Regions from separate parts of the Ovis aries genome. Here region 1 is linked to region 2. A link is a contact called in public Hi-C data. All regions are on one chromosome and are shown on one strand. Each heading gives the region's core, a stretch centred on a gene start, on an enhancer-like site or on the middle of the called end of the contact. The rest is flanking DNA. Distances are from core to core; before and after follow the strand shown.

Region 1 (3,243 bases), core at 36-2,535, 160 kb after region 2:
CGACTTCACTTTAAAATAAGCCATTTTTTAAGGAAGTTCTATTTTTTATTTCAACAGACTGTTAAATTCTTAAAAATCTTTAAAATTCAAGTAAGTTATACAGAATAAAAAAAAAAGGCATGGCAGATAAAATAAAGTGAGATTAAAAAGACTATCACTACCATCAAAAGACAGGAAGCACAGGGTTGGCAGATATGTAAATACAAAATTATTAACACTGACAAAAAGGGGTAGAAAACTACCCCTTTTATATTTCACATTGAAAGGGAAATTTTATATTGAAAGACAACAGACAGCAATATGAATCTTAGAGATAAGATAGGCTGGAGAACTCTGTAGCAGACAGAAAGATGCTAACATAATAAAACATACCACAAAGCACAACATACAATATTAACGAAAGAAGTTGTTTAACTGAACACAAAGTTTACGATTGGGAAGACAGCAGCCGGTAGAAAAGTGAAGCTATTTCAAGGGATGTTTAAAAGGTTGCTTCTAGTGGTGGCAAAAAGCAAATACTCAAAATATTTAAGCGTAAGCACATTTCCAAAAAGAGCCTATCATGGATGACATTTAAAACACGGCCTCCAAACAACCAGCAGTAACTTGTAGAGGACCCCAAGTATGTCAAGTGTAAAAATAACCCCAAGAGTGGGCCGCTGGCATCGCGCATCAAACTTTCTCTCGCGGCCGCCCGCAGGAACAAAGCGCCCATCCTCCTGAAAGAGCGGCGCGACCCCTGCGCGCTAGGCGAAAGCTCCCCCTCCCCAGCTTGGGCGTCTCCCCAGACCCCACTGACTCTCCCCTCCCGCCAGGTCCGCAGCCGCAAGTTCAGCACCCGGCTCCTCCAGGGTCCCGCAGTCCTAGCTGAGTACTGCAGGCCACCGCCCCCATCGCGGAGCTTCATTCATTGACCCGGGCAGGCGGAGGGGAAGGCGGGCGAGACCCAGACCGGGGAAGGTGTGTGCGGGGCTTGAGGCGGGGCCTCGGGGCAGGTACTTACTCTGTGTGTCCGTTAACGAGATCATGGCTGCAGAGGTGAGGGAGGCGGCAATAGCACCTCGGAGCGCCCTGGGTGTGGAGCCAAGTGGAGAGAATGAAGCCGGGAAGCAGCCCAGGCAAGAGCCGCCACGTCTTCCGGAAACACGCAGCCGCCCCCACCCTAGGTTCAAACCCGCTTCCTATTGGCTACACCTGCTCCCAACATCAACCAATAATCTCTGGTTTTGTTCAGTGACGCAAATGGTGACCACACCCCTTGACCAATAAGAGAAGGGTAGTACCTGCAATTGGTTGAAAGGACCCACCCGGAAGGGTGAATGCCCCCGGCTGGAGAGAAAGGAAAGCCTGGTGGCGGGAAGTTTTTATTGGAGTGCGGCTAAAAGGGTAAGTAGTAGACAGAGGGGGTCTTGGGGTCGGAGATCGAGGAGGGGGAATGTTTTTCTTAACTTCACCCGGGAGAGGTTCTGGGGTAACCCCTAGTTACCTCTTTGAAAGAGCTAACATTCCTTTTCCTGGCCTATGGGGAAGGCCGGTTCACTTCCTTCCACCAATGCGTTGGTGAGGGAGAAGCAGGGGCCCTCGCCCCTCTAATGGAACTCTCCGTTATCGCCCAGTTCTAGTGGAACTCGGGCCTTTAGGGGCACGTTCCACTGCGGTCGGTCTCTTTATCATCAGCTTTTTCCAGGCAGGAGACTTGGTCACCAAAGCCTTTTATTTGCAACCACTGTTTATTGGGAAAAGCCAGAGGGGACGCCTAAGCGTGACGGAGGGTTTTATTAAATTGCTGTTGTATCTAAACCGAGGTGGCGGAGAGAGGGGTGTGTGTGTGTGTTGCATCTAAACCGAGGTGGCGGAAGCGGGGGCGGGGTGTGGTGTGTGTGTGTGTCTGTTGCATCTAAACCGAGGTGGTGGAGAGAGGGGTGTGTGTGTGTGTGTGTGTGTGTGTATTGCATCTAAACCGAGGTGGCGGAGAGAGGGGTGTGTGTGTGTGTGTGTGTGTGTGTGTGTGTGTGTGTGTGTGTGTGTGTGTGTGTGTGTGTGTGTGTGTGTGTGTGTGTGTGTGTGTGTGTGTGTGTGTGTGTGTGTGTGTGTGTGTATTGCATCTAAACCGAGGTGGCGGAGAGAGGGGTGTGTGTGTGTGTGATTTAGCCTCTGGTACCTGGTGTCAAGTCCCTGGTGCCGGGAAAGATTGAGGGCAGTAGAAGAGGGCTTCAGAGGATGAGATGACTGGACGGCATCACCAGTGAACTTGGGCAAACTCTGGGAGATGGTGAGGGACAAGGAGGCCTGGCGTGCTGCAGTCCATAGGATCGCAAAGAGTCAGATATGACTGGGCGACTTGATGTCAGGCATGCATGACTGACATGAGACCTTGTAAAGTATTTCCTGAGGATGCTCCCAAAAGTTCAGATGGAGCAGAAGTAAAAACACTGAATCATGGAAGTGGTAATTAGTGAAAGTTCATTGTGTATCCACCAAAAAGACAGTTTGCCGACCAAGAGATCTCAAATTGAGACATGGAATTAGGCTCAGGGCTATGTAAAGCAGGTTGTTTAGTAAGAGGGCATTGACTGTTTATTCTTCACACTGATTGGTTGTATTAACATTTTCTTAAAAGATACGGAATTGGATAGTGGTTACCTCATAGCAAACTTGGGAAACAGTGGGAGTTTTGCTTCTGATTTCCAGAGGCAGAAAGGCGAAGTGCCCCAGGTCAAGTTAGTCTTTCAAAATAAGCTAAATTAAGCTTTGTTTGTATGGCTATGTTGGTTTTGTCTGCCCAGGGACTTTTCAAGGCTGATCTCCCTTTGTTTTGGATTTTAAACAGTGTTTAGGTATACTTCTGACAGACCTGCTATACATAGCTCATTAATTTTTGAACATTTTTTACATTCAGCTAGCTTTTGCTATTAAATCACATCATCTGGGGAAGGAGTTTATAAGCAGTTTTTAAAAAATGGTACAATCAAAGGAGTTGTTTAAAATAGTGGGGGGAAATGGTTGTAGAGATGTAGACTACATTCTCTCATAAGAGTGGAGAAAGCTTCTGCTTTCAGTCTTGCTGAGACTGGATGCCTGGATCCTGTGTGCCTGGATGCTAAGTCCCTTCAGTCGTGTCCACCTCTTTGTGACCTATGGACCATAGCCCATCAGGCTCCTCTGTGCATGGGGATTCTGCAGGCAAGAATACTGGAGTGGGTTGCCATGCCCTCCTCCTGGGGATCTTCCCGACCCAGGGAT
Region 2 (3,114 bases), core at 76-2,575:
CTCTATTACCACTTATCACATTGAATTGTAATTGGAAGAATTTGCCTACCTATCTCCTTGGAACTGGGAGCATCTCAGTGAGCACAGTGTTACACTCGTCTTTGTACTTTCCACACTTGCCACTGAGATGAAATTAAAGAATAGGATTAATGGCCATCTACCAAAAATGAATAAATAACACTAGCAAAAAAAGAAAAAAAAACCTCCCTTTCAAATGCAAGAGGTTTCTGAGATAGCTGTACCTGAAAACATGTTAATAAACACACACAACTGAATCCAAATCTCTAGGAAACTTTCACCTGCTTAATCATTCATTCACTCACTCATTCACCAACACTGTACTGAGGTGCCAGGCACGGGGCTGGGTGTTGGAGACACAGAGTGAATGAACACATGAAGCCTTGGAGTCGCTCAGGGACTAAGAGAAACTGCATTTCACTCACTAGTGGCCCAATTATATGCCCTTGAGACTATAGAGATTGGTAGAGAACTTTAAAATGCAGGCACTAGGCCTCACTGACTTCACAGGCAAGTGTGTGTGTGTGTGTGTGTGTGTGTGTGTGCGTGCACACACACACACACACACACACACATGCTCAGTTGTGTCTCCTTGTGACTCCGAGGACTGTAGCCTGCCAGGTTTCTCTGTCCAAGGAATTTTCCAGGGAAGAATACTGGAGTGGGTTGCTATTTCCATTTCCTCCTGCAAGGCACCTTTCCAACCCAGAGATCAAACCTGCTTCTCTTGCATCTCCTGTATTAGCAGGAGAATTCTTTACCGCTGAGCCACCAGTAGGTAGTTATTGCGTATTTGCTGAGTTCAGGTGGGAAAAACCCTTACATCAAAAGAACTTTATATCAGAGATGAGAAGAAATGAAAATGTAGCTTTATTTTTAAAAACATCCAGAAGCAGGAGTATTATTCCAAAGGAACCACACACACCAGCAGCATCTCAGCTTAGAAGAGTGGTCCTCTAAAGTTGACCTGGAATGCCAAAGAGAAATTTACTTCCACCGGGACTAAATTTATCCAATCAAGAGCGTGAGAGTCCAAAGGGTTGAAGACGGCCAGGTTTCAGAAATAACGCAGCCTCTCTGTGCAAGAGTCTTTAAGCCCGGAGGCTAGCAGTGATCGCGGCCGCCTTAGCGGCCAGAAGGTGACCTCCTCAATTAGGCCGAGGGAGGGCGTGGGCGCACCCTAGCCCTTGTCCTTGAAGAGGATTGAGCGAGCCGAGGGGAGGGGTGGGCGGTGCTCGGGTTTCCAATCACAATAGAGGAAGCTCGGAGGCGGCCAAGGGGCGGGTCCCTCCTGCTCTTCCTCCCTCCTTGCGGATCCTGCGCCGGAGGAGACGCACGCTGCTGACTTTGTCTTCGTGCAGCCCTTACCACTCTCTGGAGAACTTTCTCTCCCCTGGTAGGTTTCAGCTGGGACCCTGCATCCTGGCTCTCCGAAAAGACCTGGTGGGGCTGGTGCAGCAAGACTCAGGGGGGGAAGGACCAGGAAGGACATCTGAGCTCGCGGGCCTGGAGCCCTGAGCATCCGGATCGGGTTGGGGCGGGGGCCCTGCCCCGGGGCTGGGGGACCCGACGGAGCCGAGGGCCTGCGCCCGATCTCTCGGCTGTGTCGGCCGCTCATCGCAGCTCCCGGCCAGCCTGTGCGCTCCTGGGGGACGGATTCGTTGCACTTGCGGCTACATCCCGGTTCTACGTGTCCTTGATGGGTTCATGGCGGCCGCATCACCCTCGGTGCCTGCTGGCGGGCGCCCGAACACGTGCCGGAGGAGCCGCGGGAGGGAGAAGGGGCCAGGCGACCCGTGAAGCTGGGGCTGGGGTGGTTGTTGGCGCCCACCACCTCGGGCCTGGAGAAATGCCCGGCTTTTCGGGGATGAGAGTGAAGGATGATCTTGGCTCTGCCCTTGGCCTCTCCCCAGCCCTTCCTAGAGCGATGGGCCGGCTCGTTTCTGGCCTTTTTTTCCCTTGATGCTTCGGATGCTGTTTATTTACCGGCTTTGGGTGTTGAGAGTTTAGAAAGGCCTAGACTTTTCCCCGCTGGAGACCTTCTCTGGGGAGATGCGTGGTGGCTGCCTCTCCTGGTGACCTGAGCTCAGCGCTGCGGCGCGAAGAGGAAGAGGTGGCCCGTGGGCGGCCGGCAGGCACTGCGGGCTGGAGGGATGGAGCGGGGGAGGGGAGAGCCGGCTCTCAATGGAGGAATTGCAGGGCAAAAATTGGCTGTTTAAAAGGTTAGAATCGAGATAGTCTGCAAAGCGGAGCTTTGTTCTGAACTTAAGGCGCGGGTTCTTTTCTAGTGCTTTATATCCACAGAAGGGGCAGGAGCATGGGGATGAAAAATACCAAATATCGATCATTTTTACCCTGTTTTTCATTCTTTGCCCTTAAACGCCTCCACTGATCTTGAGACAGGCCTGTGTATGATATAAAACATTTTCTTGTCATGTCTTACAACCCTATTAAAGAACCCCTGTTATAGAAAAAAAAAGTTAAATCACATTTCTGTAGAAAGATCTGAAAGAAAATCTGTACTGGCTTAAGCCTCTACAGTGTCATTTCTGAAATTCCCCAGATAGTTTAAAAGGTCTGTCTGATCAACCAATCTGTATTTCTAGAGCAGTCTTTCTGGATTTTTATTTTACACTGCTTTGCTGGATCCTCTCTCTATACCTAGAAGATCTTAAACCAATTAGTGAAAATGCCATGATGAAGAGAAACTTCGTTTGTATCTAGTTCGGCAGGAGAGGCAGCATTCATTCTTCGGATTCTGCTCAACTGCTCAAAATGCAGGACGTGTAAATTTCACTACAAGGTCATCTATTTGTGGAAACATTTGCGCACCATTGTATATTTCATTTTTCTCTAGCATCCAGGAGAAAACTGCCAATGTGCTTTGGAAAGGCAAAATAATCTCCCAGTATAGACCCCAATTATTGTGTGTGTGTGGGGGGGGAATCGTTTTGGGGGGGAAAATAGCTACAGAACAAAACAATTGTCTCCAAATTCAAGTAACTTTATTCCAACTAGGAGTCTTACTGACTCTTGCCTAATATATACAATTACTCAACCAGGTTTTGTTACTTAGTCCTTTGCAGATGAGAAACA

The links. Hi-C and Micro-C count contacts between places; a contact is called where the count stands out from the background.
Region 1: a contact with region 2 is called in a Hi-C map of tail adipose tissue, with 3 times the contacts expected there. The contact joins the promoter of RECQL here to the promoter of LDHB in region 2. A contact is called at or near these places in 2 of 16 Hi-C or Micro-C datasets (liver and tail adipose tissue).

The regions. Positions count from the first base shown.
Region 1 is chr3:194,272,752-194,275,994 of ARS-UI_Ramb_v3.0, forward strand. RECQL (RecQ like helicase) reads left to right here and starts at 1,286. Exons shown (of 14, transcript XM_042247435.2): 1 at 1,286-1,386. It overlaps GOLT1B (golgi transport 1B), which reads right to left and starts at 1,159. Exons shown (of 5, transcript XM_004006796.5): 1 at 1,004-1,159. The coding sequence starts at 1,028.
Region 2 is chr3:194,114,528-194,117,641 of ARS-UI_Ramb_v3.0, forward strand. It overlaps LDHB (lactate dehydrogenase B), which reads left to right and starts at 1,326. Exons shown (of 8, transcript XM_027967824.3): 1 at 1,326-1,414.